6 separate regions of the Mus musculus genome follow, and regions 1, 2, 3, 5 and 6 are each linked to region 4. A link is a contact called in public HiChIP or PLAC-seq and promoter capture Hi-C data. All regions are on one chromosome and are shown on one strand. The core of a region is the stretch at or near the end of the contact, and the rest is flanking DNA. Distances in the headings are between cores, read along the strand shown.

Region 1 (3,641 bases), core at 234-2,733, 570 kb after region 4:
GGAGACCCTGGATGGAAGACTCTAAGATCTTGAAATCCCAAATTATCACGACTCCATCAATGCCAGTAGCACAGAATTTGCAACAATCTTGCTTACCCACTTCATAAACAGACACTTGAGTGATGCTGTTCTGGTGCAGTGTTTCCAAGGCTGGGTTGCGGTCATCGGTAATGGCCCCACTGTCCATGTTACAGAAGCGTTCCATAGCAGACATATTGTGCTGGACGTTCTATTTTGGGACTTCTAGTTTGGACACAAAGGTCAAACAGCCATGGTCATTTTAGTTAAAGAGTATCGGGCAGCAGTCATGGCCCGCAGCCACAATGCTGTTCTCTGAGACAAATGACACACTAAGCAGCCGCAGGAACTCTTAGAGTTGAAACCTGCATGCTTTTTGAGGCATCCACAACGGGCGCTGTACTGACCTGGCTGACCCAGACCAGGCGGCTCCCACTGGCAGAGAAGCTGACCCCACGCACCCAGCTGCCCGTGCCACTGCCACCAAACTCAGACATCAGCTGACCAAAAGGCATCTTGCTGCCCCAGGGCATGTTGGCTGGCTTCTTGTTCACCTCTTTGATGTAGGCAGAAGACACTCTTCTTTCGAAGTCACAAGAGCCTGCAGCCAACAAAACATTGTTGGAATGCCAGTCCAAGCTGAGGACTGTGGAGCGAATTGGCTTCTTCATGTGCTTGCTCGCCCACCAGTCATTTTCAAACTCTGAGTAACAAATAGAGATGATCGGGGTCTCTGCTCCCCACAGCAAACTCGTTCTCAAGTGGGGACCAATTCACAAAAGTGGCTGCACCGTTAATTCTCAGGATCACCAGGTGGGCTTCCAGCTGCCATCTTTCTGACTCCAGACATAGGCATCGAGGTCTGCCCCGCAAGTGATATTACAATCACTCTTAGGAGCCTAGTCAATACCTATGATGTGTCTGTTATGTTCCTTCAGCTCACGAGCTTTCGTCCACTGACTCCCATTCTTCTTGTAGATGTGCACTTCATGACTATTGGGGCTCAGGGCGATGTGGGTACCATCCCTGTTCCAGGCATGGTAGGTTATTGGCTCTAGCAGAAACTGATGCAGAAACATGATTCTGAAGTGTTTTTCCAGGTCAGGACACTGGCTGGGGTCGGGGAGGTCCAGAGGTCCTGAGGTCCGGAGCGGATGATTCTGACTCTGGTCAGTCAACACCAACAGGCTCCGGCGGGCATAGACAGAGGACCAATACCCAAATTTGTTATCAATGACTTCTTTGCATCCACTGTTTAACATTACAAAAAAAAAGTTTTTTTTCCACTTTATTTTATTTTTTTTGTCGGAATATTTTGCCTGCATGTTTGTATATGTACCACACACTTGAAGTTCCCAAAGAGGTCAAAAGAGAACATGGGATCTCCTGGAACTGGAGTTACATACAGACGGCTCTGAGCTGCCGTGAGGGTGAAGGGCTGGAACCCAGGTCTTCTGTGAGAGCAGCCAGTGCCCTTCCAACACTTGTGCCCTTCCTGCCTGAGCCATCTCTCCCTCCCTTGCATTGATAGTTTCACAGTTCTCTGAAGTTATCACTGTACCTCATCTTATTTTTATTTCCTACCACCTTCATGTGATATCCCCAGCAGAAGGTTAAAAGGCACAGTTGAGTGTCACTGTCACAATCCTGTCAAGAATCCTCCACTTCCTCTTCTACTGCTATTTTTATAGAACTCCGCCTTGTGGTTGTTGCTTGTTTAGTTTAATGGGGGCAGGTGCTTTTTACAGGTTGTTTTGACATATGAATGTATTAAAATATTATGGCATTTGGTGCAGGGTTTAGAGGCATACCTTTTAAACTCATAGATAACGAGCATTTCATGTCACATCCTCAAGCAACGTTATATCACCACGTTTTCAAATTAACCTTTCTATTTGGAGAAGTTTCAAGCGAAGCTATTATACCACATATGGTAAATTTAGGATGAACGTCAATCTTCTTCGTAAGGTAGTGAATATTTGACTGATGTTTCATCCTACATTCTGGAATAATTTGACTTTACTCCTCTCAATAATGAAAGCTATTCTCTCGTTGACAGTTTGTGTCAGACCCCTTGGTTTCCTCTGAGAAAATATTATCAGCATGCCTTTGATCAAAAGGTCTAAGGAAATATGCACAGCACGCATGCGGAGTGGAAGAGAAAGTTGTGCTAATCTCACCATAATTTGATATATTTTCACAGTGTGCAATGAATAAATTCCTAGAATAGAAATATAAATTTAATTTTGTTAAGTTTTTAAACTTTTTAAATTTAGTATCTTAAAGTTATTTTTAAAAAACCCCAGCAATTAATCAGTTTTCACAAATGTGTGCAGTGATTTGGCTAGTGCAGTTTAAGGGTAAGTTGTATCTTATTTTAGTTTTAATGTTTTGACATAGAGTGTTGTATAGCCTAAGCCGTCCTCTGGCTTGCTATGTACCTGAGGCTGTCCCCAAGTTTTTTTGATCCTTCTGTTTCTGTCTCCACCTTTGCACTGAAATTATAGGTGTGCACAAACATCTGTCCTTCCTTCCTTTCCCTTTCTCTCTTTTCTTTTCTTTCATTTTTTCTTTATTTCTTTCACCATTTTGTTGTTGTTGTTGTTGTTGTTGTTGTTGTTCTTTCGAGACATGGTTTCTCTGTGTCCTGGAACTCACTCTGTAGCCCAGGCTGGGCTCGAACTCAGAAATCCATCTGCCTCTGCCTCCCAAGTGCTGGGATTAAAGGCGTGCACCATCGCTGCCTGGCGTCTTTCACCATTTTTAAAGATAGGTCTTACTAGAGATCCCTAACTGGTCTGGAGCCTGTTATGTCGTCCAGGCTTGACTTGGAACTCACAGAGACCAATCTGTCCCTCTTTCCTGAATGCTGAGATTAAAGATGTGCACCATTTCTGGAGATTGTAAACTAAACGTAATCTGTAAGGACAGTTCTTTATATCACTATAAATGCTTGAGCCAGTACTCTTCCAGGAATGTAATTAGTCAGTGAGTGTTCTCATTTTTCTACTTAGATATGTCCCTCTAATTTAAAAATATTTTTATTAGGATGGAGACAAAGTTTCCCAACTTGTTCTTGTCCCACTATATCTGACACCTGTGACTATGCATTTACTGACAAAGTTCTTTAGCTTTGAACCAAATTCCATTTGAGTCATTTTTCAGGGTTTCTTTCCAATACATGGAAGAAGTTAAAAGATTCACTGATCCCTGCATTTCTGATGAAGAAATATATATATATATATATATATATATATATATATATATATATATACACACATATACATACACACACACACACACACACACATATATATATATATATATATATATATATATATATATACCTCATAGTATTTATATATGGCTGCCAGTAATCTCCAAGGATGGAGATACCCACTGCCAGGTTACTGCTGCAGTTGGGGCCAGATTGGCACATAGCCTTTGAAGGATGAGAAAGGAGGTATTGGAATAAAAGCGCGAACCATTGGCCTCCAAGTGGATGCTGCCTGAGTCACATTCAGCTTGTGCCTTGCAGACAGTAACGCTGCCACGCAGAGTCACCAAGAGAACCTCAGTTATTTAACTCACCATTGTCCTTCTCACACAGGTTGTTCATGTTG
Region 2 (3,449 bases), core at 221-2,720, 960 kb before region 4:
CTGGAGCACACTAGGCTGGATGCTTGTGGTTTTAAAAGTCAATCTTTAGTGAAAGTGAAACTAACAGGAACCAAGTTGCCCTCCCTTGAAAACCCTGAATCGCTGAGCTCTCCCGGAACCAGTCCACATTAACGCAACACACAGGTCCATCAGATCCATGCCAAAAACTCACTCAGGAAGTTTTCCGATAAATTTAAGGATGCCGTGGGGGGGGGGGGGGATCATTTTGGTTTTTAAAGTTGTATTCATGTGCTCTGCCCTCACTGTCTCCCCAATTTTGTCTACCTTTCATTGGCTCCCTAAGCCCTTCTACTGTGGCTAGCATGGTTTTTTAGGGACAGTAATTTATTTCTTTTAATCCGTACACAACGGCCAAATGGATCACTTGGCTCAGTCAAATCCCATCGTTTAAGCCTTTAAACAAGAATGGATTTGTAATCGAAAAGCCCACCAGCTTCAAGCTCTCTCCCTCATTTTCACATGGCCTTGTTCAGCTTGTGCCTTCCGAGAATGCTAGCTCAGTCTACTGGAGCCCTGGTGGCTGTAGGGCCTCTAGGGGACAAGTCCTTCTGCGTAGCCACCCCTACCGAATTAATCCTAGTCCTGAAGCCGCCAGCGCGACTCTGGATTTTTTTTGTTTTTGTTTTTTTTGTTTATTTTTTTTAAAGGCTAATGCCCTTATCTGTGCATTCCAACCGGAAGCCTTCTTTCCTGCCCCTTTGCTTCTAGAGCTGGGCCCGGTGCCTCGGGCCGCCGTCTCCGAGTTAGGAAAAGGGCTCGAACTTTCCCAGGGAACCGGGGGGCGTCCCCGCGGCGCCTCCGCACCCCCTCCCCCCGCAAAGCCCCGGTGGTGCCCGAGGGAACGCGCCGCGGCCCTCGCTCCTGTCCTCCTCCTCCTCCTCCAAACCCGGGCGGGGACCCCAGCAAGCACCCGGTGCACAGCGCCCGCCAGGCCCCTCGCCCCAGCCCCTAAAGCCAGGCTCCGAGATCGGGGTGGGGTGCCACCTGCGGGCCACCGCCCGCGGGCTCCGGCGCGCGGCACCCCGGCACCCTGGGCGGCTCCCTACCGGGCTGGGCGGCTCCCCCGCGGGCGCGGGGCGAGGGGCGCGGGGCCTGGGGGTGCAGAGTCGCAGGCCTCGCTGCGGTCCCACCCGGCCGAGAGGCGGCGCGGAGCCCGCACGGGGCCGCCTCTGCGATTGGCTGCGCCCCCCCTCCCCTGCTCCGCCCGCCGCGGCGCCCGAGGAGCGAGGACGCGGGGACCCGCCTCCCGCCCGCTCCCGACCCCGGGCGCACGGGATAAAAGGCGGGCGGCGGGCGCGGGAGCCCGGGCCCTGCAGCCTGCGAGCGCCACCGGCGGGCCGGCTTCCCCCGCCGCCCACCCCGCTCCCGGCGCGGCCGAGCTCCGGCGGTACCTGCAGCCGAGCGAGAGAGCCGGGGAGCCCGCGCCGCTGCCTCGAAACTCGCCAAAGTTGAGAGGCTGCCGCCCACCGGGAGCTGGAGGGAAGGTGCGAGCGCGCGGGGCGCAAACCGGCAGGCGGACGCGCGGACCTTCCGAGCGCACCGCCGTCGGCGGCCTCTCCGAGCCGCTGCGGCTTCCCAGCGCTGTGAGTGGTCGGCTAGACCGACGGCTGGCTAAGTATTTCCGTTCAATTGTTTATGGGATGCGATTGTGTGTTTTTGTGTGTGTCGGTGGAGGGAGTTAAGGCAGAATGCATCCTTTAGAAACAAAAACACACAAAAAAGCCTGAGTTTCTCATGCTGAGACTGTCGCATTGAGAGAAGGTACCTGGAAATCTCACTGAGTTGGAGTAATCTAGGAAAAATGCATATAACAGGTTCTTTATTAAAAAGCCACCCCTGTTGGAGATGGAACCCATTTCAAAAGTTAATTGGAATGAAAGCAATTACGGAATAACTCTAACGGGTTAACTAGTGGCAGTTAACTTGTACTTTTCTCCCGTTTTAAATGTTGTTACCAGATTGGTGGGAGACTGAGCTGATGAGAAGCGACTGGCAAGAGACTCAGAGGCGACCATAATGTCGTTAAGGTTCCACACACTGCCCACCCTGCCTAGAGCTGTCAAACCGGGTTGCAGAGAGCTGCTGTGTCTGTTGGTGATCGCAGTGATGGTGAGCCCCAGCGCCTCAGGAATGTGCCCCACTGCTTGCATCTGTGCCACCGACATTGTCAGCTGCACCAACAAAAACCTATCTAAGGTGCCCGGGAACCTTTTCAGACTGATTAAAAGACTGGATCTGAGCTATAACAGAATCGGACTGTTGGATGCCGACTGGATCCCGGTGTCGTTTGTCAAGCTGAGCACCTTAATTCTTCGCCACAACAACATCACCAGCATCTCCACGGGCAGTTTCTCCACAACCCCAAATTTAAAGTGTCTGGACTTATCATCCAATAGGCTGAAGTCGGTAAAGAGTGCCACATTCCAAGAGCTGAAGGCTCTGGAAGTACTGCTGCTGTACAACAACCACATTTCCTATCTGGACCCCGCAGCGTTCGGGGGGCTTTCCCACTTGCAGAAACTCTATCTGAGTGGGAACTTTCTCACACAGTTCCCTATGGATTTGTATACTGGGAGGTTCAAGCTGGCTGATCTGACATTTTTAGATGTTTCCTATAATCGAATCCCTTCCATACCGATGCACCATATAAACTTAGTGCCGGGGAGACAGCTGAGAGGCATCTACCTTCACGGGAACCCATTTGTATGTGACTGTTCTCTGTACTCGTTGCTGATCTTTTGGTACCGTAGGCACTTTAGCTCCGTGATGGATTTTAAGAATGACTATACCTGTCGCCTGTGGTCTGACTCCAGGCACTCCCACCAGCTGCAGCTGCTCCAGGAGAGCTTTCTGAACTGTTCTTACAGCGTTATCAACGGCTCCTTCCACGCACTTGGCTTTATCCACGAGGCTCAGGTTGGGGAGAGGGCGATCGTCCACTGTGACAGCAAGACTGGCAATGGAAATACTGATTTCATCTGGGTCGGTCCCGATAACAGGCTGCTGGAGCCAGATAAAGACATGGGGAACTTTCGTGTGTTTTACAACGGAAGTCTGGTCATAGAGAACCCTGGCTTTGAGGACGCCGGGGTATATTCTTGTATCGCAATGAACAGGCAGCGGCTGTTAAACGAGACGGTGGATATCATGATCAACGTGAGCAATTTCACCATAAACAGATCCCACGCCCACGAGGCGTTTAACACGGCCTTTACCACCCTGGCTGCCTGCGTGGCCAGTATAGTTCTAGTGCTACTGTATCTGTACCTGACGCCGTGCCCATGCAAATGCAAAGCCAAGAGACAGAAAAACACGCTGAGCCAAAGCAGTGCCCACTCGTCCATTCTCAGTCCTGGCCCCACTGGCGATGCCTCTGCTGACGATCGGAAGGCAGGTAAAAGAGTCGTGTTTCTGGAGCCCCTGAAGGA
Region 3 (3,441 bases), core at 407-2,906, 770 kb before region 4:
CAAGAAAGGAAAGATGGATGCTAGGATTCCTGGTTTTGAAAAGTTGGGCAGTTATACATCTCTCGGGCATGAGCTGCTGGCATGAAGGAACTATTTGCTTTCAGCCATGTTTTTTCCCCACTGATATTCTGTTTATGGGCTTGCCTTGGCTTCTCCTGTGTCTCAGGTCAGGCCCTGAGAGATAGAAATCTTTCTCCTGCCTCAAATCCTTTTATTGTGGTCCAGCCATTATGACCTGCTAGTAGCTTACTACATACACTCCTTACGTGTTATTAAAGAGGCAATGGTGAGATAGCACAGTATAAATAAAACCCAATTTCAACAAGCTGAAGGGGACTTTAAAATTATTCTGTTATATTCTAACTCCACAAAATTGAACTTCTTGCCAGGAGAAACCAAAAGGGTGTATATATCATATTTGACCAGGATTGCTAACCTACTCTCGTGAAACTAAATATTTCTTATATATATTGTGCTTTTGGGGGGGGGGTGGTACAAAATCATGCTGTGGTAGAAGTTATATATTCTTCTGTTGCTACCCTTCTGTTGAACTGTTTTGTATAATCTGAGGTGTGTGTGTGTGTGTGTGTGTGTGTGTGTGTGTGTGTGTGTGTGTGAGAGAGAGAGAGAGAGAGAGAGAGAGAAGAGAGAAAGACAGAGACAGAGACACACATAGAGACAAGAGACATAGAGAGATCTATCACTGATGGAACGTTTTGAGTGTTCCTTATTAGCATGCAGATGTTTCTGTTGTTACATTGTTTTCTTTCTGAAGTGCCGCCATGTTCTAGTACTGTTCTAATACAGGAGCTATGAAATGGGAAGAGCTAAGTGTCCTTCCTGAAGACAGACAGTTAGACCGGCAGCTCTTCATAATTTACGTTGGGCGCGTGAGAGTTCCAAAAGCCCTGTCTGTGTCCCTGGTGGGTCTGTTAAATCTTCAGAGGCCACTTCTCCACCAGTGAACCCCTTCTGCCAAAAAAGAATGGCAACTTTTATTAAATAAACACGGACCTTCTTTGAAGCGGGAACTATGCTTAGTGTCAGAAAATGGTTTTATCAGAAAATGGTTCCATATACATATTTTTCCTTAAGACCCTCCTAGCGAGCAGAAAATGTAGTTTATTATAGCTTCCTTTGTACTCAGAATCATATTTAAACTAGGACCCCATAAGAGAATTACAGGAAAGGTTCACAAGTGGGTGACGGCAAGGTTGCCCTTGTATTGCATAGAGATTTTTACTGTGACCACCATATTCTATTTGTTTGCTTTGTGTTATGTGGTGACAGTAAGCTGTGTAGTCCGTGAAAAAGTTGTTTGTCGAATACTCTACACTGACTACTTTTACCTACTTAACGATGTAGATATATCCTGCACACAGGAAAATCCCCCCAAATAAAGAAACTTCACAGTCGAAAATGAACTCACACCAAACTCTTTGGTAACAAGACCCAGGGCGGGTGGAGGGGCCTCCATTGCTCTCTGGGCTCCAGGCTTCCCTCTAAAAGGACAGCTGGACAGCTAGACTCCACCTGGAAAGATGTTTCTGTTGACAGATCAGGTTCCTGCACTGCTATTGGTGGCTAGGCTGGAAGGGAGGGTCCTCAAGAAAGGAGATCGAGATGCTGCCCCCTATCACAGGATGGAAATTTCCACTCTTTGGGAAGCCAATAGAGAAGACGGAAGGGTCTCCCGGTCTAACCCTTGCCGCCACATCCATTGGATTCCAACCCGAAGAGGGTAGACAGAAAGGCGGGTGAGTTAAATGTGGTATATTTTCTCTTAAAAAACGACTCAGCGTGGAATTTTAGGGCTAGATCCTAACTTGTGTGTGTGTGTGTGTGTGTGTGTATGTTTGCGCGTGTGTGCGCGCGTGTATGTGTGTGCCCCCGCGCGCGCGTGGGGACAAGCGCACGTGGGGCATTCAGGTCTCGGAACTGTGTAGGGTCAAAATTTGTTGGTTGTACCTTAGAACTACAGGCTAACTGGGTTATTTCAGTGACTAGAAGTGAAGTAAACCAGGGCAGGCGGAGGGGATAGCTTGAGGGGCTTTTTTTGAAGGCTCCTATTCGAACTGTGCCTGCGTGGCCGTCTCCAGAGACTGGTGTGGGCTTGCCGACTGGAGGTCTATTGGCTCTGAGATTTTTGTTGTGGGACCTCCTTGAACGATAGCAGCTGCCTTATAAAGAGGGTCTCACCCTTCCTAGGATCTGGCTCCTCACCCTTGGGGATCGTGCCCACTAGGTGCTACCCGAGTTGCTGGAAGTGTGCCTATGACCCCCCGCCCGCCGGAGGTGGTGGGGGAACACGGGTTCAGGGTTTAAAATAGACTCGCTGGTCTCTTGATAGTTGGTAGTTGAATTTCCTGACTGTAAGCATGCTCCCGTTGTTAAATTGCCTTACGGCGAGCAGATCAGCATGCTCCCGGAGTGCGAACTCTAAGGCTTGGGGACTCTAAGGAGTCCCAAGAGCCTGGAGCAAAGTGAGAATTTGATTTAGAGCCGAGACTGCTTCCCACATGGTGGGATCGGGGATCCGCCACACCCAACAGCTCGTAGGCGCCGAAACCCCGCGGTAGGGTGGGGGTCGCGGGCATGAATGGAGGACTTCAGAGGAGAGGGAAACTGACCGTGGAGTAGTTGGGAGGAGACAACTTGGTCAACCAGAAGGAACTCCTTTTGCCTTGAGGCACTGAGCAGGGACAGACAGCTGAAAAGGCGTAGGTGGCTCTTCAGGGTATCAGTTCCTGGGGACGGACCCTCGTGGGGATCGGTCTGAGGTTCCCGTGGAGGGATCGGTCTGGGGTTCCCATGGAGGGACCCTCGTGGGGATTGGTCTGGGGTTCCCGTGAAGGGACCCTCTTGGAGATCGGGTTGGGGTTCCCGTGGAGGGACCCTCGCGGGGATCGGGCTGGGGTTCCCGTGGAGGGACCCTCGTGGGGATCGGGCTGGGGTTCCCGTGGAAGGACCCTCACGGGGATCGGGCTGGGGTTCCCGTGGAGGGACCCTCGCGGGGATCGGGTTGGGGTTCCCGTGGAGAGACCCTCGCGGGGATCGGGCTGGGGTTCCCGTGGAGGGACCCTCGCGGGGATCGGGTTGGGGTTCCTGTGAACCGATCCTCGCGGGGATTGGGCTGGAGTTCCATGGACGGACCCTCGTGGCGAGCCACAGGGAAAGGTGGCTAGAAAAACTCTTCCATGTATACCAGAGCCTGTGATGCTTCCTTCAGCACTGCTGACCCAGTTGGAGGAAGAGGGGCGAGCTGAACCTGAGACTTAAGCAAGGATGATTAGGGATGAATTCCTAGGCAGTGGCCACACGCCTAGAGGGTTTTTTTGAGCCTCTGGGCTGGTGCTTAGAGATCGGGAGCCCTCAGAAAAGCTGGAGTGAGGCAGACCGGCGCTTGCTTGATGTTTTGGTTCTCATTATGTGTGTTGCGGT
Region 4 (3,307 bases), core at 139-2,638:
AGCCAGGGCTGCTTGAATCACTATGTTTTCATCAGAGAGCCCTGTATTTAGCAGCACTTGTTTTGTTTTGGGGGGGGGTTGGTGGGTTTGTTTTGTTTTTGAAGCCCGGACAATAACCAATCGCAAGTCCCTCTGTCGCCCCCTTTTAAATCTCAACGCGGTCCGTTTGCAGTAAAGAAAAAAAAAAAAAAAAGTTCAAAAGGATCAATACTGCTCCGGACAGCGACGTCCGCGAGCTCTGGGGGGGCCGGGGCCGGGGCCGACTCCGATCCCTCTCCCAGATCTATCCATCTCCATAGGCCCTTCTTTGAGGCCTACAGCTTCTGCCTAGCCTTGAAGCCTAAGATGGCTATTTGCAGACAGGTCCTGCTTTCTTTTGTTAGCTGTAGAAAGCCAGGGCGAGCGGGCCGAGGCTGTGCCCCCGGCCGCCGGGATCATTTCGCAGCCGATTATCGATGTTAAACCTGCCCGCGCTAATTTTGAGTTGCACGAAAACTGCTCAGAGTCTGTGTGTCTCTGTGTCTCCGCCTGTGCTAGAGCGGCAGCGGCGGCGGCGGCAGCGCTGACTCGCGGGCGGGCGGGCGGGCCGCGGGCTCGGCGGGCGGCGGGCGAGCACTCCACTCGCCCGCGCTCCCCGCCGCGCCGCTCAGACCCCGCGGGGCCGGCCGGACACCGGGCAGGGCGCTCCCCGCCGCCGGGCCGCACCGCCCGCCCAAGCCCCGCGCCCGCCGCGCGCACGCGAGCCACCAGGCCGAAAACAGCCCCGCCGCCGGCCGCCTCCGTGGGCCACCGGCTGCGAGCGCCGAGAACGCCGTGTGTCCCGCCGATCGCCCCCCCGACCCCGGGCGCCTGCTCCCGGGTCGGAGCAGACTTTTCCGAGCAGGCCAGCGAGAGGGAAATACAAATTAAAACTTCCACTCACCTTCGCGAATCCGCCTAAAGTAGTGACTCTGGTGTAGAGCCCGTGAAGATCCAGCTCCTTCCCACCCACCGCAGGGATCTTCTTAAACGGCGACCTGCGGGCGACAGAAAGCCCCGCACTTGTCACCGGGACCCCGCGCCCGCGGCGGGCCCCCGTTCGCCCCGGCTCGCCCCGGCGCTGCCCCCCCGGTCCTGCTCTCACCCTCTGCTGTGGTGGAACTGCCGCAGCTCGTCCAGGAAAGCCAGTCCCTTCCTCCGCTCGTCCGGAGGCGCCTTCCCCGTCGAGTTTGCCATTATTTTGCCAAAGGAGGTCTCCCGAAAAAACCCAGATCGCGGTTCAAACGCGGCCCCCGCTCCCCGCGCTCCCTACCAGCGCCCGGAGCCCATTCCTCGGCCGGCGGTGGCGGGGCTCAGTCATGGGCCGGCGGTGGCGGCGGCGGCGGCGGCGGCGGCGGCGGCGGCGGCGCAGGGAGGGAGGAGGGAGGGGGAGGAGGCGAGGAGGAGGGGAAGGAGGGAGCGGGAGGCCAGGGGGAGCGCAGGGCCGGAGGGAGGGGAATTTCTAAAAAAGTTTAAAGAAACGGGAGCGAAACTAGAGGGGCAGGCGACGGGCGGCCGGGCGCGGAGCCGCGGGGCGAGCGCGGCCCCCACCCTGCCTCGCCGCCTCCCGCGGCCCGGCTCTGGGCCGCCTCTCAGCGCCGCCGGCCCTGGCGGCTCGGCCCGGGGACGCGATTCAACATGGTGCTGCGGCCGGGGGGCGCACGAGCCGACCGGGGGCCGGGCGAGCCGAGGCGAGGGGCCCGGGCGGCCGCAGGCCTGGGAGTTGCGGCGGCGGCGGCGGCGGCGGCGGCGCGGCGGGGCCGGGGCAGGCGGGGCCGCGTGGGGAGGGGGAGGTCTGTGTGGTGGCTTGTGGAGAGCGGGGTGACAGCGTGGATCCGGGCCGCGGCTCCGCGGGGCCCTCGCACACATTCACGCGCGGCGGCGGCGGCGGCGGCCCGGGCGTCCCCGGGCACAGGCTCCGGCGGCAGCCGAGCCGCTGCGCGCCGCCCGCCGGCCTGCCTGCCTGCCCGCCAGCCTCCCGTTCTCTGCTGCCGCCGCCACGGCCGGGCCGCCAGCGCCGCACAGCGCCCCCCGAGGGCCGGCCGCGGCACTGCGCCTGGCTCCACACGGTCGCGGCGGCTCCTCGCGGGGAACAATAGACTCGGCTCGCCCGGCTTAGGGTTCATCTGCAATGTGCAGCACATTTCACACGCACACAAAGCGGGCGGAAAGGGGGGCGGCGCGGGGAAACGGCCACTACCGGTTGTTCCGGGCTTAGGGGTGGAGGCGATGTTCGCGTCCCCGGCGGCGCCCGCCGGGCCTCCGGCCACACTGAGAAGCAGGCTCGCTCGGCGCAGCCCCGGCGGCCGCGGACGAGTCCGCTCGCCCCCTCTGGAGACGTTGCTAGCGGGAGGCGTTGGCCTCCGGGCTTCATCGTGCTAGCACGAAGCCCGCCGAGCACATGGTCCATGATGGGGCCGTAAACTCACTTTGACAAACTGTAGGATCGAATAGGCTGGAAACTGCCTGCCCTACTTTTGTGGAGCTAGAGTAAGGCTTTTCACTCGTCCTCCCTTTTTTGGTCGGTTTGGTGCACCGAACCCGGAGGTACGCAAACGGTAATCGCGCCTGTTGGGAAATAACCTCCCAACTTTGAGAATAACACTGCTTAGGTCTTTTTTTGCACTAGTATCTGAAAAAGAGGGCAAAATGTTTTTCCCTTTCAGTTTAAAAAAAAAGAAAATGTGTACATAGGGAATTCAAAATTTGTATCTTTTTTTTTTTTTAGTACCACTTAAATTTGCATTTACCCGGGTGTTGGAGCCCTCCCCGGTCTGCAAATGTGGAGAGCCTCATGCTTCTCCTTTGGTCTACTAGGATTCCCATTTTAGAGACAGCCACCAGTGGCAAAGTCACTAGCCCAAGGTCACAAGCTGGTAAGAGTCTGGATGGGTTTATTTCAGGTAGTCTTTCCGATGGGAGCACCTATCGGGTGACGGGGAGGAGTATATTAAAAAAAGAGAGAATTATGTAATAGAGCGGAGCGTGCTTCCGGTACTCACTCTAGGAAACGGGTTTATTTCCCAAGTAAAGTTTATGTCTTCAGTGGGGTCGGGATAAGGTGTGGCTAGCAAATTCCTGACACCCGAGGACCAGTGAGTGCCTCGCAAGCCTGTGAGGGGCGGAGACCCTGGCCGAGGAGGAGGAGGAGAAGCCGGCCGGGCCCGAGGCGAGGCGAGGCGCGCTGGTGGGGAGAGCCGGGCTGGGCCAGCGGCCGCCCCTTCCCCCGCCGCCTCAAGGGCAGCGGCGAGCCGGGCTGGCCGGGCTGTGCGGATTCCCTGCGCTCCGC
Region 5 (3,192 bases), core at 408-2,907, 600 kb after region 4:
GTTCACTCTCCAATAATCTAGAAATGTCTCACCAAAAAAAAAAAAAATCACAACGCCATAGAGATGTGGCGAGAGGCTAGCTTTTACAGTGTTATTTATTATTCAGAAACACAAGAGGCCAGACTACTGCATAAGAGCAGCTTTCTGGAGGATTTTTAACTTGGTTGGGAGGAGGGAGGTAGTGACTTCTATGTTCATTTTAATTCCCTTGAAAAAAAATCACATTAGAACATTTTAAAATGCTCAAGGAATTAGAATTAGTTTACTTATTACTTTTTAATGCTTTATCTGTATTTGTGTGTCTGTGTATGTGCACATGTGAGTGCAGGTGCACGTGGAAGCCATATAGACAGAGCCAGATTCCCTGGAACTGCAGTTGAAAGTGGTTGTGAGCTACCCAAAAGTGGGTTCTGGGGATTGAACTCCCGTCCTCTGGAAGAGTCGCGAGCTTTCTTAACCACTGAGCCATCTCTTCAACCCCAGAATTAATATTTTAAGAGTTATTCAAATTTTCTTAATTTATTTTATCAGTACTCTACTATATTATATCCGTGCTGTGAAAGAGTAAACATGACTTAGCATTTTGTCAGTTAATCATTTTGTCAGCCGAATCAGCAACCAATCATCTTCAGAAACATGAATTTAAATAGTAATTACTCTATGATAGTGCCCATATCTGTATCCATTTAACAGCCCACCAGACAATTCATATTACTAATTAAATTTTTCCTTTTGAGTAGGGTTTTTTTTTTTTTTCATGCACTTGATTCATACTGGACAAAGCCAGTTCTTTGGTTTACTGCAGTTTCTTTTCTTAAATTTTATGTGACTTTTGTTTGAATTTTGAATAATGGGAAAGAAGGGATTTGAGCATGCAGCCAACCTATCAAGTGTCTCCTCCCTCCCATTCAGATGAAATAGAAAGCAAATAATTATCTTGAGCTCTCATTCTGCTTTCCTTTGCTTCTACCGACTCTGTAGATTTTACTTGACCTTCAGTAGACAAGCTTGGCTTCACTTTGTATGGTCTAGTGTGCTCCCGGTGTGAATTTTTCTATGCACCTGACAGTCAAAACAAAACAAAACAAAACAAGCAAGCAAACAAACAAACAAACAAAAACCCCAAAAAACAAAACAAAACCCTCCTAGTTTCTGGAAGGCTTGCGCCAGGAAGCAGTTTTTAATGACAACAAATTGAAACGTTTGCACGAGGAAGTGTTGCTTTTATAAGTGATGGGAAACTTCAAATTTGATTACAGGCAACCTTTGGCTTCCTATCTGTTCAACAACAGGCCATGTTGTTAAGGGCAATTTCCATGCACAGCATGTGGGTCCCATTTTTCCATCCTTAGACATGGTTGTTTACTGTTCGGACTGTTTATGCATTTTAATCAGCCCCTTTCAGTCTCCCTTAATAAATCACTACAAAGAGAGCGCACCAAAACAAGGACCATTATGCTGTGTTGGTTACCCTTACAAATAATTCGCTGCTTGGAGTTTCCTTCAGTACGCAGATTTAAAAATAAATAAATAACAAGAACAGAAATCTATAGCCGAGAGTATTGCATTTCGAGTTGCTAAATAACCTCTTTGAGCTCCATTCTCTAACAGCAGGAGTCTGACTTTAAAATTCAGTTCAAGCAAGAATGACTTAACAATTGGAACCTGCCCTCACTCAGTCCTTGGGACTGAAAGTCTTTTCTTGACGGGATGGAGCTGACAGCCTAGTTCCTGCCTGGCAGGCACTCACATGAAATGAGCCTGTATTAGCAATAGATAAATGTTTTGACATTCAGGTATCTTGCTGTCTGAGAAGAGTATTACGGTTAAGGCAACAGTCAGAAAAGAAAAAGGGTTTCGGGTCTTTATGCCTGAGCGAGGAAGGACAATGACTTCTTAGTGTCATCTGGCACCCAGGCAAAGGCTCAACTCGAGCTATGGCTCTTTCTCTCTTTAAAGGCAAACTTTGATTTTTCTCTTAAATGAACTTGGTAAAAAGTGCATTTTTTCCCTCCAAGTTTTTTTCTTTTTTTTAAAATGAACTCATTGGACTTTCTTAACTTTGGTTTCTAGCATGAAGCAGATGTTCTATTAAGACATACTGTTTTAAATCCCAGGATAGGAATGCGAATACCACGGGGGAAAGGAAAGCCAAGGGCATTGTTTAACATGGATTTAAATTCTAAGACATGATATGGCACTTTAAATTTGAACCCGGTGATCAATACTGGCATATGCTAGAAGTATAACTAGAAAATTAATTTCCTAAATATGTGTTACAATTTAAAGCTTAGGGAGGTAATTTAGGAAATATAAGAATTGTATGAAAAATAATTTAAGTGAAAAGGAACCAAACCAAGCAATGATTAAATGTATATATTGTTTCCTTTCAAAATACATTGTATAACTCTTGGACCTCAACTTACAAAATCCCCTGGAGTCCCATGAAATACAGGAAAGTAGGTACTTCGCACAGGTCCTCAAAAACCCAGTTAGCCCAAATTCCGTGTGCCATGGAAAGGCAGTGAGCTTCGTGAAGAGATCAATGTGCTGGGTAGTGACGCATGTCTGTGACCTCAGCTCTTAGAGAGCTGAGTCAAGATAATTGGTGAAAATTTGAGGGCTGCCTGGGCCATAGATCGCGACGCTGTCACAAAAGGCAAAGACCAAGAAGGCAAACCGAACAAATCAGACACAAATGGCAGAACAAACAGACAAACAAACAAACAGAAGAGGTGAATATGAGTGTTTGGGGACCTCCAGAAGCATTCGTGTGAACGTGACAGTCATCCTTTGCAGGGTGTGCAGGTTTTAATTCTTCACACCCATCAGCGCCAAACCAAAAAAAAAAAAAATTTTTTTTAAAGTTTTCTAAACCGTCAGGATGCAGATCGTTTCTGTTTAGCTCCCCCTCCCCCACACCTTAGTCTTTATTTTTAGATCTTATTTCTCCGATCCAGGCTTTGAACCTTAGATCGGCTGGCAGATGGAACCTTTGCACGATGATTGTCCTCATTGCTCCAAATCCATGGATCCTAAGGGCATAGACAGGTAACTCCTGATATTTTCTTTGGTGAGTAAAAACCAATTTTAGTTAGGCGTATTTTATACAGTTAAAAACAAAACCCAAAGCCCTTACATTTACGAACCTTATGGGTGGGCATGGCAATATGGTTATGTTCTGGCAAATAG
Region 6 (3,281 bases), core at 193-2,692, 550 kb after region 4:
TACCTTCATTGTTATTCTTTTCGGTCAGAATTGTTTGCACTATCCAGTATCTTCTGTGGCTCCATACAAATTTTAAGATTTTTTTTTTCAGTTTCTGTGAAGAATGGCATTGAGGTCTGATGAAGATTCCTATAAATCTGAAGATGGCTTTGGTAGGAGGTCCAGTTTCAAAGCATTGATTCTTCAAATCCATGCGCACAGGGGACATGTCCACCTTCCAGCATCCTGAAGTACAACATCATATGTACCACTGTGTCAGAAACCATCTAGGAAAGACTAAGGCAAGCAAATGAGTTTTCTGGAAATGGCCCACCATTTTGCATGGTCTGCAATGGATGAGCTCTGAGAGGCAAGGTCCCAAGAGACTTCATCCCAAGATGACTTTTTGCTGATGATATGCCTTTCTAGTCACTGTTACGTAGACTAATGATATCTGGGCATTAACTCACCCTATTGGGCAGATTTTCTGCAGAGCAAATATGAAGATGTACTTTCATATAGCAATGCTGTGCAAATCAATTGATGATTTCATAATTCTCAATAATGATTTTATAGAATTCCTAAATTTATACAAGTAATTTCAAGCCTCCTATAGAATAAAGCTGCAAATGTCATGGACATTGTCAACCTTCAGATGTCATGGACCAATTGCTCTAGGGTAAGAAAGCAGGCTTGGAACAAATTTGTGACCAAGGGAAAACATTCATTCTAGGTCAGGTTCAAGGGTGAAGCCACGGGTGTGCACTATGATAAAGCTGGGCCATGGGAAACTGTTGCTTTGCGCTTGTAATGAGCTTCGAGAATGAAACACTGCTGTGAATTCACTGTCAACATCCTTCTGGAACTCCCCTCTTGTGGAACATCTTATCTATGAGGTAATTTTATAAAGAACGTTTGTCTAAAAAGGTATAAGAAGGGCAGAGAGAAGAAATAAAGTGTGGCATTTGGGGGCTTAGCCTCACCCACCAAATGTATATATGTACGTATGTCTGTTTTTTTATATGTATGTACATACATATGTGTGTATGTATATGTGTATGTATGCATGAGCAGTTATGGAATTGTTGAGATAGGTAGTCAGATATGGCCAAAGTGTGTGTGTTTGTGTGTGTCTCTGTGTGCTTAAATTCTCCCTTTCTTCCTCATCTTTTCTCTCTTGTTCACAAGCAGTTAACGGACTCCTAGCCTCTCACCCCGGCCAGGAGAGACCTTTGATCAGGGAGAAAATATCCCTATTAACTAAGTTTGTTTCTTAGTCCCCTGCTGCTACAAGCAGGAGTTAGCTGCCAGAAACCAGCAGCTTTTAGCTACAGAATAGTAAGAGAGAGTTAACAAGGCCAGAGATCATCAACCTCTGATGCTTTGTCCTGCCCCAGCACCTGGGACCCCACTGGGCCTGGTTCCTGGCACTGTTTGTAGGGTAAAATCAGACAAAGGCAGCAGAGAGCTAAGCCAGACAATGTTGTCAAAGAGAACACAGCCTACTTCAGACACAGCTGTCTAAGGGCCAATAACCACAGCTCAGAGAGAAGAGCTGGGTCCCCAGAAGCTGTCATCTTGACTTTTCTGAGGGGGCACTGGCTCCAGCCCTAGACTGACCTTGCAAAGTCCATTCCTGGATGAGGACGCAGAACTAAAGTTCCCTTTATCCTTTTATCAGAGTCTCTGAGAAAGTCGTGTTGCCATCTAGCTCCAGACATGTGTGTAATTTTGTATCTTGCTGCTTTGTTCTCGGAGTGTCTATGGAGTGTATAACACTGCTTATATGTATAGTTATATAATCTCTAAGTCAGGATACTTTGTATCTGCTGCTTTGTTCTAGAAGTTTCTGTGGAGTATTTAACATTGCTTATATGTATAAACATATAATCCCTAAGTAAGGATACTTTGTCTTTTCTTCCTATTTATATTCCTATTTCTTTTTTTTTTCTTTTTCTTTTTTTTTCCATTTTTTATTAGGTATTTAACTCATTTACATTTCCAATGCTATACCAAAAGTCCCCCATATCCACCCACCCCCACTCCCCTGCCCACCCACTCCCCCTTTTTGGCCCTGGTATTCCCCTGTACTGGGGCATATAAAGTTTGCAAGTCCAATGGGCCTCTCTTTCCAGTGATGGCCGACTAGGCCATCTTTTGATATATATGCAGCTAGAGTCAAGAGCTCCGGGGTACTGGTTAGCTCATAATGTTGTTCCACCTATAGGGTTGCAGATCCCTTTAGCTCCTTGGCTACTTTCTCTAGCTCCTCCATTGGGAGCCCTATGATCCATCCATTAGCTGACTGTGAGCATCCACTTCTGTGTTTGCTGGGCCCTGGCATAGTCTCACAAGAGACAGCTACATCTGCGTCCTTTCAATAAAATCTTGCTAGTGTATGCAATGGTGTCAGCGTTTGGATGCTGATTATGGGGTGGATCCCTGGCTATGGCAGTCTCTACATGGTCCATCCTTTCATCTCAGCTCCAAACTCCGTCTCTGTAACTCCTTCCATGGGTGTTTTGTTCCCAAATCTAAGGAGGGGCATAGTGTCCACACTTCAGTCTTCATTCTCCTTGAGTTTCATGTGTTTAGCAAATTATATCTTATATCTTGGGTATCCTAGGTTTGGGGCTAATATCCACTTATCAGTGAATACATATTGTGTGAGTTTCTTTGTGAATGTGTTACCTCACTCAGGATGATGCCCTCCAGGTCCATCCATTTGGCTAGGAATTTCATAAATTCATTCTTTTTAATAGCTGAGTAGTACTCCATTGTGTAGATGTACCACATTTTCTGTATCCATTCCTCTGTTGAGGGGCATCTAGGTTCTTTCCAGCTTCTGGCTATTATAAATAAGGCTGCTATGAACATAGTGGAGCATGTGTCCTTCTTACCTGTTGGGGCATCTTCTGGATATATGCCCAGGAGAGGTATTGCTGGATCCTCCGATAGTACTATGTCCAGTTTTCTGAGGAACCGCCAGACTGATTTCCAGAGTGGTTGTACAAGCCTGCACTCCCACCAACAATGGAGGAGTGTTCCTCTTTCTCCACATCCTCGCCAGCATCTGCTGTCACCTGAATTTTTGATCTTAGCCATTCTGACTGGTGTGAGGTGGAATCTCAGGGTTGTTTTGATTTGCATTTCCCTGATGATTAAGGATGTTGAACATTTTTTTCAAGTGCTTCTCTGCCATTCGGTATTCCTCAGGTGAGAATTCTTTGTTCAGTTCTGAGCCCCATTTTTTAATGGGGTTATTTGATTTTCTGAAGTCCACCTTCTTGAGTTCTTTATAT

What was found. HiChIP or PLAC-seq counts read pairs in DNA pulled down with a chosen protein or histone mark. Capture Hi-C pulls out chosen DNA fragments and counts their contacts.
Region 1: a contact with region 4 is called in an H3K4me3 HiChIP or PLAC-seq map of the SCID.adh cell line, with 9 times the contacts expected there. The contact joins the enhancer-like site here to the promoter of Arid2 in region 4. A contact is called at or near these places in 13 of 39 promoter capture datasets (the 3T3-L1 cell line, the C10 cell line, the HPC-7 cell line and 8 more), 5 of 484 Hi-C or Micro-C datasets (DN3 thymocytes, cortical neurons, double positive thymocytes and 2 more), 27 of 115 datasets of contacts at active chromatin or transcription factors (DN3 thymocytes, the SCID.adh cell line, SST interneurons and 19 more) and 1 of 9 other capture datasets (embryonic stem cells).
Region 2: a contact with region 4 is called in a promoter capture Hi-C map of adipose tissue, with 3 times the contacts expected there. The contact joins the promoter of Pced1b here to the promoter of Arid2 in region 4.
Region 3: an H3K4me3 HiChIP or PLAC-seq map of embryonic stem cells shows a contact between it and region 4, with 8 read pairs. The contact joins the promoter of Slc38a4 here to the promoter of Arid2 in region 4. A contact is called at or near these places in 2 of 115 datasets of contacts at active chromatin or transcription factors (embryonic stem cells and stem cell-derived neural progenitor cells).
Region 5: a contact with region 4 is called in an H3K4me3 HiChIP or PLAC-seq map of neural progenitor cells, with 4 times the contacts expected there. The contact joins the enhancer-like site here to the promoter of Arid2 in region 4. A contact is called at or near these places in 3 of 39 promoter capture datasets (cranial neural crest, frontonasal cranial neural crest and hippocampal neurons) and 9 of 115 datasets of contacts at active chromatin or transcription factors (the SCID.adh cell line, SST interneurons, embryonic basal ganglia and 6 more).
Region 6: a contact with region 4 is called in an H3K27ac HiChIP or PLAC-seq map of double positive thymocytes, with 7 times the contacts expected there. The contact joins the enhancer-like site here to the promoter of Arid2 in region 4. A contact is called at or near these places in 14 of 39 promoter capture datasets (the 3T3-L1 cell line, the C10 cell line, the HPC-7 cell line and 8 more), 6 of 484 Hi-C or Micro-C datasets (DN3 thymocytes, the G1E-ER4 cell line, cortical neurons and 3 more), 35 of 115 datasets of contacts at active chromatin or transcription factors (DN3 thymocytes, the NIH/3T3 cell line, the SCID.adh cell line and 26 more) and 1 of 9 other capture datasets (embryonic stem cells).

The regions. Positions count from the first base shown.
Region 1 is chr15:95,712,648-95,716,288 of GRCm38.p6, reverse strand. It overlaps the pseudogene Gm8843. Among named protein-coding and RNA genes, the nearest start is that of Gm6961, 37 kb to the left of the region's middle. Within about 2 kb of position 1,483, at least 11 of the 459 cell types and tissues checked have an H3K27ac peak or open chromatin away from gene starts, as enhancers often do. A contact at or near this core is called in the SCID.adh cell line, T-cell acute lymphoblastic leukemia and regulatory T cell precursor, where this site is marked.
Region 2 is chr15:97,245,128-97,248,576 of GRCm38.p6, reverse strand. Pced1b (PC-esterase domain containing 1B) reads right to left here and starts at 1,470. Exons shown (of 6, transcript NM_172293.4): 1 at 1,413-1,470. Amigo2 (adhesion molecule with Ig like domain 2) reads left to right here and starts at 1,290. Exons shown (of 2, transcript NM_001164602.1): 1 at 1,290-1,604; 2 at 1,980-3,449. The coding sequence starts at 2,038.
Region 3 is chr15:97,054,171-97,057,611 of GRCm38.p6, reverse strand. It overlaps Slc38a4 (solute carrier family 38, member 4), which reads left to right and starts at 1,656. Exons shown (of 16, transcript NM_027052.3): 1 at 1,656-1,757. The region is part of intron 1 of Gm32840 (a long non-coding RNA gene); the gene reads right to left.
Region 4 is chr15:96,285,603-96,288,909 of GRCm38.p6, reverse strand. It overlaps Arid2 (AT rich interactive domain 2 (ARID, RFX-like)), which reads right to left and starts at 1,388. Exons shown (of 21, transcript NM_175251.4): 1 at 1,124-1,388; 2 at 923-1,016. The coding sequence starts at 1,215. It overlaps Gm38469 (spidroin-2), which reads left to right and starts at 1,512. Exons shown (of 3, transcript XM_011245785.3): 1 at 1,512-2,894. The coding sequence starts at 1,657. The coding sequence ends at 2,400.
Region 5 is chr15:95,689,961-95,693,152 of GRCm38.p6, reverse strand. No RefSeq gene overlaps it. Among named protein-coding and RNA genes, the nearest start is that of Dbx2, 37 kb to the right of the region's middle. Within about 2 kb of position 1,657, at least 25 of the 459 cell types and tissues checked have an H3K27ac peak or open chromatin away from gene starts, as enhancers often do. A contact at or near this core is called in forebrain and neural progenitor cells, where this site is marked.
Region 6 is chr15:95,734,107-95,737,387 of GRCm38.p6, reverse strand. No RefSeq gene overlaps it. Among named protein-coding and RNA genes, the nearest start is that of Gm6961, 16 kb to the left of the region's middle. Within about 2 kb of position 1,442, at least 7 of the 459 cell types and tissues checked have an H3K27ac peak or open chromatin away from gene starts, as enhancers often do. A contact at or near this core is called in the SCID.adh cell line and double positive thymocytes, where this site is marked.